Linked DNA regions of Hordeum vulgare: regions 1 and 3 are each linked to region 2. Evidence: chromatin contacts called from public Hi-C data. All regions are on one chromosome and are shown on one strand. The core of a region is the stretch at or near the end of the contact, and the rest is flanking DNA. Distances in the headings are between cores, read along the strand shown.

Region 1 (4,281 bases), core at 1,236-3,735, 370 kb before region 2:
GGTATGCTATAAATTTCTAATGTCTTATGTTGATGTCCTACTGTACATAAATATTATCTTGTGGACTCCGGATATCCAAACAGGGTTGGTTATCTAGCACCATACAAAGGGCAACGATACCATGTACCAGATTTCCAACAACACCCACCAGTTGGGAGATATGAGACATTCAACCATCGACATTCTTCTTTGCGAAATGTCATCGAAAGAACATTTGGTGTTCTGAAGATGAAATGGCGAATTCTCGAAGGCATACCTCGGTACAAACCGGAGACCCAAAAAATGATTATCACTGCATGCATGTGTCTCCATAATTGGATCCGTGATAGCAAGTTACGTGATGAGCATTTCGACAAGTTTGACAATGATGCATACGTGCAACCTCCATTGCCGTTTACAGGTGCCAACGCTCTACCACCAGAAGATGATGGTACCATGAAATATGAATGCAACACATGATGCTATTGCTGCTAGTCTTGTACCTTGAGAGTATTCTTTTGTTTTTAGTTTATGCACTTGCGGTCATGAACAAAACTTTAAACCCATTGTAATATTTAACACTTTTTATGACATCCGTAAAATACACTTTCGTTACTGTTAGAAACAATAGAGTGTTAACAAATCATCAAACAACTTCTGTCTAAGGGCAGTATAGACATTTCAACACACAACACTCTCCGAAATCTCAAATTACAATCTCTGAAAAGAACTCGATGACAGATTCTGGGAGAAGCAGATTCTGGAAGAATTTCCCATAATCCTGATTCTCTAGAATCCAGGGTGAAAAGAACTGGGCCTAGATATGCTAGCATTCAGCAATGCGGCCAAAGCGTCAGTCACGAAGAGAAACAATTATGAGGTGAGAGGATCATCTTGGAGAATACCACGAGTAGGCACAAAGAGTCCAGCGGCTGACCAAGTGAGCACCGTTTGTTTCCCTTGGTCACACATCCTCTATTTCTAAATAGCTACATCCCACTACCTAATTTTCATGCAACCATGACACATAAACAAATATGCATGTAAGACATAAATAACATCTTTTGCATTACTCTACGTATGCAATGGTGTTACATCATCAACATCATCAATTCATGCATATTAGTCATAAGTAGTTTTTTGCATTAGAGTTCACCCTTTATATTTTGTTAGAAATTATATTTAACATGTAATTTTTACTCTCTTTTATACGCTTTGTATTATATTGTTTTTAAGCTTACATTCGTTTTTCATTAGTTTTAGATTTTTTTTATAACAACTATTTATCCATTTTTAGCAATGTTTTCGCAGCAACGTGCGGGGCATTATGTAGTTTCATAAGTTAGTTAATCCATTTCGAAGAGAAACCCAAAGCATTCAACCCATTAAGAATATGCCATTATGTTACGCCTGTTTTGCCTTAGCCAAGTCAAGCTTGTACACACAATAATTTGAACGCTCATCCCGAGACGACAACAGAGTATACAAACATTAGAGGAAATGAGTGCATTATTAGTGATCATTCTTCTAAAGATGAAAGCACTTTAGGTGAGAGTGATCAACCCATCAAGAAAATGCCGCCGTCTATTTACGAGATGCTTTGAAATAATCTTGTATACAATATTATAGATGCAGATTGGACAGAAAAAACTTATGCTCGACTACATGTTTTTTCTTGGGAATAAGGAAAATTACAATGTCACTGACTCCATTCGACATCCTTCTGGAATTCAATGAATATTTAACTACAACAATTATGTTAGTACAAAGCAATTCCAATCTCTTTTAAAAAAACCTTAACAAAAAACTGCCCTGATACTAACGCTATAGTTGTACTATGTGAGTGTTCATAAATGGGAACTGGTTATGCTATTGACTAAAATAGGCTCAATCGATTTCTTTCCGTTGTTTGTTGATCGATATAACATATATAGTTATAAAATATACTCACAAGACAAAAAATATGATTTCCTCATTTTGAACAAATTTGCGTCAAACTATGATTATACGATACATACCAAAGTCAAATTAAAATAAATTTATAAAAACCTAATCGAATTATAAATCAATATAGTATTTGTTGATGTATCACAACCATATTTACCTAGAAACCGCATTGTCGAACCGAATTAACTAGTGAAAAACACACTAATCAAAAGCACCCACCGTCACCCTTTTAACACCGACCATTCCTTTTTATAATAGAAATCACGAATTTGATGTACAAACTAGTTCTCTCTCCCTTCAAAAGTATAAGACGTTTTGAATATTTTAATATGAACTACATACAAACTGAAATAAACGAAGAAATAAACTAAAACATGTCTATATAACTTTGATTTAGAAGAAAAAAACAGAACAACCTATATTTATGGACGGAGGGAGCAGTACTTTTCTAGGTCAAAGCGAGATTTTATTATATGCACAAAACTATAAATCGACTGAGACATAGGATAATCCGAGGAACTACGCCTTTCCAAGAAAAAATATAGGGGGAAAGGGGTTTATTCGCGTGGTCGCTCCGCGGTCTCTACTACTCACACCACTCTCTCCTTCTCGCGCGGCTCCCTTGGATCTCGCCCACGTCGCCGCCGTCCACATCGCCGCCGCAGAAAGGTCCGCCGCGCCTCGCTGCTGTGGAGGTACAAGTTTCCTCCCCCTCCCCTCCGCCTCATCTTCCTTCTTCTCCCCTACTACTCCCCGTCGCCCTTCCCCACCCTTCTCCTACCTATCCACTCGTCTCCCCTGCGGCTACACCTCGTCGCCGGTTTAAGATCCGGCAGCCGGCCCCCTCCCGCCGAGGGGGCGTCGCTGGGAGAGCAGGTATATCCCCCGTGCCCCCCTCATCGTCCCCTTTCTCCTCCTACTCCTCCCGTCCCCCACGCACTCTTACCCCCTGCATCTCCTTCCTCCCCGGCTCGACGGTTGCTCGTGCAACCACATCTCCCTCTCCTCCCCGTCGCGGCAGCTGCTCCTGCAAATCCTCCTCCTCCCGTCCCTTCTCGCCTGCTGCAGGCCAGGGTCGATCTTGCCGGTTTGATATAAATTGCAGTCCTGTCATGCAGGCCGTCACCCATGCCTTCGCCCCGGGTTTTATCTTTACTCTTGGATTTAGGAATTGCCGGCTGACTCTCTTGGATTTTTACTGTTAGTAGTATGATGTTTTGTATGGTTTAATTCGATGAAACTCACACCTTTATACCTTGCTGGTGATACAGGGTTGCTCACTGGATTTTATCCTTTTACATATTTTGTTAATCTTGGCCCCATGTGTATGGATATCTCTTTCTTTTCTCCAAAAAAAATAAACAAGCTTGGTGCTTCATAGTTCATACAGATTATGCAAAACTGTGAACACACACTTATGTTCCGTTTAGATGGGTGTGCTGATTAAATTTTATGTGGCTGTATTAAACATCTCGTGGTGTTATGCGTGGAACGTTCATTATTTATGTTCACTACAGGATGAGAAGTCAGTTCATCATATCATACTGTCTACCCTTCTACATATGCTTAGCACGATTCTGTCTAAAAGGATGGTAGTTTTGCTACTATACTTTCATAAACATTTCTAGTGTTAGAGCCTCTGGATCGAAGGGGATACCTGTTACCATGATGGCTAGAGGGCTGATGAGCCATCAGCGAGGGGGGACGGTATCCAGTGTACGAGCAGAGAATAACGGGCATAGGAGAGAGCAAAGAAGGGCTTCCTACTAGTGTGTTGAATTCACCTTTCTCCTTTCCTGCCCCCCTTTTTTCCTCTCGTTTGTAAGACTTTGTTTCCTATTGAGACATGAAAACATGGATGAGAATAGGAGAGAGCAGAAAGAGATTAGGGAGACATATATTAGTTATGGATAGCTTGAATCAATCGATGCAGTTAGGGGGCTTTATACATCCGACTTGAGGATTTGGTGCCCTCAACGGATATAACTCTGATTCGACTCAAACTCTCTTGCAGACCGTGATTGCTGCCGGTTCTATTGAACCGACTTCAGGTTAACGATACAAGACCCTTCCATAATAAAAAAATAGTCCTGATTTCTGTCTAGCCCATTCCAACTCAGGTGCAGCTGTTGCGGGCTTCCTCCTCTGCTAAGGGATTCCCCACATAACATCTGATGAAAACAATCTCTTTGGTCTAAACTAGAAAACAAATTTGGTCTCATCACCATATACATAAATGCGACTTATCAAACGCCGCTATCTGTCTTTGGATAACAAGAAATCAAATTGCTTTAGGTTTAACTTAATTTCTTATCATTATGTCTGTGATGCATTATTTTATTAATTTGTGAATTT
Region 2 (4,206 bases), core at 1,017-3,516:
TAGCTTGGTTCTTGGGAAATATGCATGACCTTTACAAGCATCTAGAGATGTAAAAAAAATGCTAACGGACAAACAGATAATAACGAGGAATGTCTTTTCATATCTGGTGTGTGCTTGATAAGAACGCGTTTAAAGAAAGTAGACAAACGGAAATTGACGCGGAACCATACTGTCTGCAGGTTCGGTAGACAATAAATTTGCAACATGTGCAGCTGAGGAATCCAGCCCCTCAACATCATCAGGAGAATCTTCTGAAAGATCAGCAACGTCAAACCCTGTGATCCCAGAAAAAGACAAAACCATATCAGCACACACCTATCAAAACAAATAGCTATGCCAAAAGGAGTTAGCACGATACATCCAAGAGATAAATAAGAAAATTCACATGTTACAGAACATACATGCAGTAGATGGGAATCCACCAAAAATTGCCACGGGCCTCGTAGGTGCAGTTGGGCAAATCCATTTTATCTGAAGCGGTAGCAAATCAGAGAATCATAAAGACTTCCAATAGGAACATACTTGAAAACTGAACTCTAGATCCTAACTTACATTAGGAAGGGGAAGAGTTTCCAACAGTTGAGACCAGCTGCAAATATAACATAACATCAATTATGTCTGTTGGTTTATCTAAAAATAATTTTTAATGGTGATGCGTAGTTTTAAATTAGAGCTGGTCTAGCGCGTGATACACCCACGTCATGTTCCGCTCAGCTTGCTCTCCATGATGTAAATGACACGCCGGCAGCAACATCAGAAGGCGTGGAGACGGGTCACACAGCTGAACGAAAAATCCAAATGTCCACGCCCCATAAACCCCTTTTAAACAATTTCAAGAATAGCACACCGTTTCTTTGAAATCATGCTAGCACAGAGGATACCTTTCTTGCCAATAAAAATGCAGTAATTTATGCCAAAACAAGTGTATTTAATGAACATTCAGCAATGGTGACTATGCCGTCCGAGACAGTAGAAAATATTATACTCCCTCCGATCCATATTAGCGAGTGTATTTAGTACAACTTTGTACTAAATCAGCGACAATTAATATGGATCGGAGGGAGTAACAGATTTTAATCCATTGATCATTGAAAATGTGGCGTAGATATCTATTCACCCAAAAAGATGATTCAGGAGATCGGTATCATCAGCTTACATGTTTATTGGGAAGGGAGATTGATTTCCACAAACCGCTATCACAAACAGAAGGACAGTGAGATGGTTCCGTGCCGCATTCTATCTAAAGTACAGTTGGTTGAGAGACATGGAGAACATACACGAGATTCATCGAAAAATTCAGTACGAACAGACAGGACGTCCGATATCTGTGAATCCATGAATGCATCCAGACAAGCTGAACCTGGAAGGAAAGAAGGGGGAAAGGGCGGTTGCGTACCTGGCTCCATTGTCGCCGAGGCCGTGAAGCCAGACGATGGTGGCCTTGTGCGCCCCCTTGGGCCTCACCACATGCGTCCTCCCGTACTCGAACGGCCGCTTCGCACCTGCAAGCCACCCACCGTCCCGCCCAGCACATCAAAGCCGGCGCATCAAACGAACGAGGGGCACAAATCACAATGAATCAGAGGCATAATACGTACCGGCCGCGACGGAGCTGGCGCCGCCGAAGCTCATCCCGCGAACAGTCGCCGCCGCCGCCGTCCCTCCTCTCCTGCTGGCGACCACGCTCGCCAACGCCACGAATCCAATGGCCTGGGCAGCAAACGGGTTAATAAAAGCGAAGCGCGAGTGCGTGCGTGCGTGCGTGCGTACGAGGGAGGGATGGGGAAGAGAAAGGAGGGATTTGGGCGGCGGAAAGGGGAGCGTCTTTTCTCTTATGGGAGTGAGTGCGGGGGGGGGGGGGGGGGGGGGATGGAATCGAATCTACGGGAGAGATTGCTGCCGGTGCCAGGACAGGGGTGAGGGGGCCCAGGGGGGCACCACACGGCCCGCGCTTGCCTCCCAGTCCCAGTGCTCCACCACCACCACTGCACTGCGCCACCTGAGCGCGCGTGATGGGGGTGGCAGGCACGCCCAGGAATGGAACAGTGGCAAGCTACAGGACTCGGGAGAGAAAAGTAGCCGACCGCGCGCCTGGGGGTGGGGGTGGCGGTGGCGGGGAGGAGGGAGGAGGTGGATCGGGGCTGCGAACCTCTCGGCCGGCGGCGACGCGATTCGGCGGAGCTGAGGACGAGGGAAGCAGCGAGCGGGTGTTGTTGCGAGGCGCCGGGCGATGCGATGGGAGCTCAGCTCGTATCGTCCGGATCTTTCTCCTCGGTTCTCCTTCGGAGCGGCAGCGGTGTGGGGTTTCCTCTTTCTCGTTTTTTTTATATCAAACCCACTTTATAGATTATGGCATAATATCCATACAAATAGCATCCTGGATACATTTCGGGGACACACCACACCAAACGCGACACTCTAGCTGATTACAAGATCGAGCTAACAGATGTGTAGCAACATTCTGCTCCCTACGCACATGAAAGATAGAACAACTAGTGAACAAAGTCTTAAGTTGCTTAATGTCCTGAATCACAGAACCACAAATAGATCGATCTTGGTCCAGTAAGTTGACACGCCGGACAACTGTCAAGCAATCAGAACCAAGACTTCCTGAATTTCTTCACTCAATGCAAATTGCAATCCTCTCTGAATTGCAATGGCCTCCGCTAACTCAGGAAGGATCACATCAGGAACACCAATACCATAACAAACGATGCAAGAACCTAAATGTTCTCGCATCACCACACCTGCCCCCATGCTCTTGTCATGTGTAAAAATGACAGCATCAACGTTAATCATCACCTTACCTGTCGGCGGCGGAACCGAGGATGCTGTTGTAGAGGGTTCACGCCTATGGTTGGTAGAAGTAATGTACAAATGCTGCACTATCATGTCAACATAAGCTTTAACTTTCAGAGCCACACTAGTAGGATGCTGAGTAATATTTTCTTCTCGTAGTTTATTTCTAGCATCCCAAATATGCCAACACGTGACTGCAAGAACTGTGGCAGAAAGGTCATCGCAACTTGCCAAAAACTCAAAGATCCATGTTTTGCAATTTTTGAATCCTTTCCGACAAAGATGCAAGTTGAAGTAGGCTTTAACATCAGACCAACCCGCTTTTGCATAAGGACAAAATAGCAATGCATGTTCTATGTGCTCATCTGCAGAACAATGGACACAAACCTTAGAAGCAGGGATATGTCGTCGGTGAAGTTGCATTCCTGATGGCAAGCAATCATGAGCGAATCTCCAAATACTTATCAACATCTTTCCCGGAGCCTTGATTGCCCAAATTTTGTTCCATGAAATAGTTTCACATTGTAGATTAGAAGACAAACCACGACCTGACATGCTGCGGGATATGATCATCTTTGTCACCCTTGCCAAATGATAGGCAGATCGGACCGAGTATGTACCAGAACGTGTATGTGGCCATGCCACAAAGTCAGTGTCCCCAAACCGACTGATGGGAAGTTGTAGAACTTGATCCGCAATCGATTCCTCAAAGACAGATCAGACTAGTTGAGTATTCCAAGTGAGGCCATCACCAGCAAAGAGCGAATTAACCTTCTGTCCAGCCGATATAGGAGTCAGCAGATGTAAAAACTGTGGATTGACACCAGGAATCCAATGATCATCCTGAATCCTAATGGAAGCGCCGTTACCCACACCCCATCGGACACCTTTCTTGACAAGCTACATGCCATGAAGAATACTTCACCAAGTATAGGAAGCAGACCGTGGACATTTTGCGCTCCAGAAATCTGTATTTGGGAAATAACGTCCCTTAAGGACACGAGCACATAATGTATTTGGTTCTGTGATTAGCCGCCAGCATTGCTTGCCTAACATAGCTTGATTGAACATACTCATATCTCTGAAACCAAGTCCACCCATAGATTTCGGACATGGCAACCAGTCCCATGAACGCCAATGCATCTTTCGATTACCATCAGCAAAACCCCACCACTGATTCACAATATTTCTCCTCATTTGCTCGCAAGTACCAATGGGAAGATGGAAACAACTCATAATGTATGTTGGAATCGCCTGAATCACAGATTTTAAAAGAATCTCCACTCCTTTCCTAGACAATGGTCTATCAGACATTCCATTGATACGCTTCCACATGCGATCATACAAAAATTTGAAAGTCATAGTAGGTGATCGCCCCACTTCTGTTGGCATGCCAAGATAAGAATC
Region 3 (4,627 bases), core at 338-2,837, 280 kb after region 2:
AGAGCAAGCGGACGAAGGCATACATGTCGGCCGAGGACAAGCTCCTTTGTGAGTGCTGGAGGGACATTGGGCAAGACCTGAAGGTCGGCGCCGAATAAAAGTATTCAGCCTTATGGACTCGTGTCCATCATGAGTTCCACGAGCGCAAGAAGTCCCCCCCCCCCCGTGCCAAATGCAAAGCAAGTGTGGATGGGTGTCACTTCCGAAACGTTGCAGGGTGATTCAACAAGAGTGCAACAAGTTTTGTGCCACTTATGAGAGCATCAAGGCACTCACCGTGAGAGGCCTCGACATGCAAGACATGGTATGCATGCCCTCTCATTTCCTTTTGGTGCCACACATTTTCCCGTTGATTGCATCTCCATTTGCCGACATATTCTTGCTTGGTTTGAATTGTAGGTGTTCCAAGCTTTGGATGGATTCAAGATTCAACACAATGGCAAGGCCTTCCATCTCTCCCATTGTTGGACTATAATCAATGGGGAGTAGAAGTTCAAGGTGCAATATGCCGCCCTCTTGGCGCGTGGGGGGAAAGAAGCTGTGGAGGACCCATGATGGCGGCGAGAAGGCACGATCGCGGGGGAAGACCAACTCAAAGAAGGAGGACAAGCGGGACGCGGCGTCGATCGCCTTGCTTGAAAAAATGGAGGGCATGATAAGCAAGAAGGACTTGAGGGAGGAGAAGCGTGGGCAAGAAAAGGAAGAGCATATGAATGCCTTCATGAAAATCCAAAGAAGGAGGCTCGAGATGGATGCAGAGAAGCAAGCCAAGATGCTTGAGTTGGAGGAGACGAATCAAGCCAAGATGCTCGAGATCGAGGCCGCCAATGCCAAGACCAAGGCGAAAGAAGTGGCCCTGGCAAGCATGAAGACGGGTGCGGAGATCATGAAGGTTGCTCTGAACACCGTGTCGCCGAGGAAGAGACTATGGTTCGAGAAGATGGAGGCCGGAATGCTCAAGTTCGATCATCTGTGATCTGCGACGGAGATCACAGTCCCTTTTTTGTATGCCGACAAGTATGCTCGCATGACCACTGACCGACATGACGTGGTCGAATTCCGGTCTCTTTTGGTGTGCTAGCACGTGTGCCGACCGCTGACAAGTGTGCCGGCATGAACTGTTTGGTGGTTTTCTGTAGACTCACAATGTATGCCGGGCGCTGTCATGATATCGGTATAAACTCTTGGGCGTTGGCATGATCTATGATCGAGGGCCTTTTTAATCTAAATATGTATATTACAACAGAGCGGACACAGAGCAGGCAACCGACTTAAACGGATAAAAAAGGGATAAAACATGATCTCGGAGTTGCCTTCATTCCCACGCGAAAAGAACTGGGTTTGCTAACCCGAGACACTCATTCACTGTAGTACCGGGCAGAGGAAAACCTCTGAATGGGTTCAAGCACAAGGTCATCATTGACACTGGCCAAAGCAGAGTACAGTGCAGGCCCACGGATACACTGAAAACTAACGTGGCACGGGCCCATCCTCGTTTTACCGCACATCGCTGTCACTGCAAAGGAGATGATGAGCGCGCGGAAGCAAGGGATCGTGCAATCTGACAAAGGACAAATATTAGTGAGGTCTCCGGGGCGACAGTGCTTAGATGTCAGCAGCGCTCAGACAAGTGGTTAGCCGAACCGAACCCACTGCAACGGATCTTCAGATCACCCGGTGCCCAATGGTCCAGCCACTGCCACCGCTGCGGCGATCCACGTGACAGTGTTGGGGGAGTTCGAGCACAAAAGATCGTCGCTGCGCTAGGCAAGTTCTCAAACGGAGAGATGAACTGGAGCCGCTGGATGATAATGTTTCTTTTGAGAGAGAGAGAATGAACACGGGTAAGTTTTTCTTTTGTTTTGACTTTCGAGAAGAGACAACGGGTAAGTTTGCGGCGTATGTTGTGTAGGTCAGTATCAAGCCCATATCCCCAAGGAAGAGGATTTGTAGCACCTGGGTGCTCCACACCCCTGTATGCACATTATGTTCAATAATGTACTGGGAAATTTCAAAATAAAATATCTGGGGCTTTGAAATATGAAACCTGGGTGCCTAATCTACTTCAGTGTGAATTTTTGTTCAAAAAATGAAACATGTCCGTGGCAAAAACACACAAAAAAAATCATATGTATAGACAAAACTGTTTCGATGGATTTTAGTTTGAACTGTATTTTCTTCGCCACGGATACATTTCCTGGTATTTTTCTATGAAGCTCCGGGCACCGAAGCATAAGATCCCAAGGATTCATATTTTGATTTTTCCTGGTACTTTTAGAATATAATTTTAGTATAGGGATGGAGCACCCAAGTGCTCCTGTGTATCTCCCATATCCCCAACTCCCTTTTTCAGGCGTATCCCAACTCCTTTTTGGCGGGCGCCAATCTCGCTGTAAGCGAGACACAGGGAAGCCTCACGTTGGGGATGTCCAGATGGGCCGGCCAACTGCATGGGAGGCTACAACCTTTTCTTTTTTCTTTTACGTTTTCTCGTTCGTTTTTTCTTTATTTTTTATTTTTATTTACTATATATATTATAAATATATAAAAAACAAAAAACACTTTATAAAAAACATTTTAAAATGTTGAATGTTTATAGATAAAATGTTTATCACACATATGGAAAATATATAAAAATTGATCATCTATTTAGAAAATATTTATCAAGCATTCAAATTCATCAGAACAAGCATTTAAAAATATATTTAAAAAAGGATTAAATTTTTGATTTTGTATATAAAAATTGTTAATCAAGCATTTAGAAATATATTTAAAAAGTATTTGAAATTTTAATTGTCTCTATAATAAATTTTGACCGTGTATTAAAATACTGTTACCATTATTTAATACTACCTCTGTCCCGATTTAACTGACGCCAGTTGTATACAAATTTATACTAGCTTAGCTCTCCCTCCGCGTCACTTAATTCGGGACGGAGGGAGTAAATGTTAATCAAGGGTTTGAAAAATGTTAAAAGTGTGTACAGGAAGAAATATTGACCATGCCCTAAAAAAATGTGCAAAATGGAATTAAAAATGTATTAGACATATACCAAAAATATTATTGAAAAAATAGAAACTGAGAAGAAAACCAAGAAAAACAAGGAAAAATGAAGAAAAAGATGCGTCGGCCCGAAACTGTAGATGCTTCAAGCGAGACTTCATGTCATCTCGCTTAGTGCGAGATGTAGTCACCGGGCTTTTTGGTGTCCACAAACCTCCATTTCTTTTAAAGTCGGTATTGGGTCAGCCCGAAACTAAAGATGCTTGCAGCGAGACTTCCTTTCACCTCGCTTAATGGGAAATATAGTCGCTGCAGTTTTTTGGCGTCCTTAACATCGGTTACAGTGTATTCAACAAACCTCCATTTCTTATAAATTCGCTATTGGGCCGTTCTGAACTGTAGATGCTCGCATCGAAACTTGCTTTCATCTTCTTAATTCAAGATATAGTCGCCGTGCATTTTGGCATCGTCAGCACCGGTTATAGTGTATTCTACAAGCCTCCATTTCTTTTAAATTTGCTAGTGGGTCAGCCCGAAACTGTAGATGCTTGCAGAAAGACTTTCTTTCATCTCGTTTAATGCGAAATATAGTCACCATGCTTTTTGGCAGTTGCAGTATATTCCACAAACCTTCATTTCTTTTAAAGTCTCTTTTCGGCCGGCCCAAAACTGTAGATGCTTGAAGATAGATTTCCTTTCATCTCGCTTAATGCCAAATATAGTCGTCGTGCTTTTCGGCATCCTCAGCCTCTGTGTTTACTTCCACCATGTAATCAACTGAGAAAGCGCACCTGATGTACCTAGTTACTTTTTTTCCTTTTTGTTGTGTGTCTTCTTTGTCTAGTTCTTTTCTTTTTGGATTTGGCTACTTTATTTGGTTTTTTATTTTACTTTCTATTTTCTAAAATTCGTGAACATTTTACAAAACCATGATATTTTTTTGAAATCCATGAACATTTCCTTAAAATCAAAATATTTTTTCAACTCCATGATATTTTTGTCAAAAGCACCAATGTTTGTCAAGTTTGTGAATTGTTTTCTCATATTCGTGAGTTTTTACAAACCTTTTTAATTTCCTGAACCATTTTTGAAATTGGTGAACCATTTTTACAAAATCATGATTCTTTTTAGCAAACCTGTGAATGTTTCAAAATCGTAAAAACCGGTGGATGATCTTTTTCCTAAACCAGCAGCACAAAACAGTTGTGAGAAAAAACATGAGTCAAGAAAGGTAAGTTAAGCGAGCGAACGAACAATGAAGCTTAATGAGACGCGTCACGCTCCATCTCATGTGAGCGCCGATTTCTCACTTTGATGCTATAGGCACTAACAAGGAGGTCGTCCATATCACTATATCATCTTTAACTCTGCAAGTGGCATTGCCGTCAGGTTGGGTTCGCACTGACCATCAAGAGCCCAATTCCTATTTGAAACTTGAGCGCCACTTATAGGGGTTTTGCAGAGGAAAATGTTTATAGTTGGACGGCCGATGCGACCACATGCACATTGTTTGATTTGCTCGGATCCGGCGTCGCCTATCTCGGCACGTCGCACATGTTGTTGAGCCCACACACCGCTTACCCCCATCTTTATCTCTGTCCCGGCCTCATCCACTCGTTTTCTC

Evidence for each region. A called contact is a pair of places that touch in the nucleus more often than the background predicts.
Region 1: a contact with region 2 is called in a Hi-C map of seedling, with 1.9 times the contacts expected there. The contact joins the promoter of LOC123443038 here to the promoter of LOC123443037 in region 2.
Region 3: a contact with region 2 is called in a Hi-C map of seedling, with 7 times the contacts expected there. The contact joins the enhancer-like site here to the promoter of LOC123443037 in region 2. A contact is called at or near these places in 4 of 6 Hi-C or Micro-C datasets (leaf and seedling) and 1 of 1 datasets of contacts at active chromatin or transcription factors (embryo).

The regions. Positions count from the first base shown.
Region 1 is chr3H:76,582,726-76,587,006 of MorexV3_pseudomolecules_assembly, reverse strand. It overlaps LOC123443038, which reads left to right and starts at 2,485. Exons shown (of 2, transcript XM_045119262.1): 1 at 2,485-2,621.
Region 2 is chr3H:76,209,060-76,213,265 of MorexV3_pseudomolecules_assembly, reverse strand. LOC123443037 (acyl-protein thioesterase 1 homolog 1) reads right to left here and starts at 2,266. Exons shown (of 10, transcript XM_045119261.1): 1 at 2,150-2,266; 2 at 1,599-1,710; 3 at 1,397-1,502; 4 at 553-589; 5 at 402-471; 6 at 171-275. The coding sequence starts at 1,632.
Region 3 is chr3H:75,927,616-75,932,242 of MorexV3_pseudomolecules_assembly, reverse strand. No RefSeq gene overlaps it. Among protein-coding and RNA genes, the nearest start is that of LOC123443037, 280 kb to the left of the region's middle. Within about 2 kb of position 1,587, at least 3 of the 3 cell types and tissues checked have open chromatin away from gene starts, as enhancers often do. A contact at or near this core is called in leaf and seedling, where this site is marked.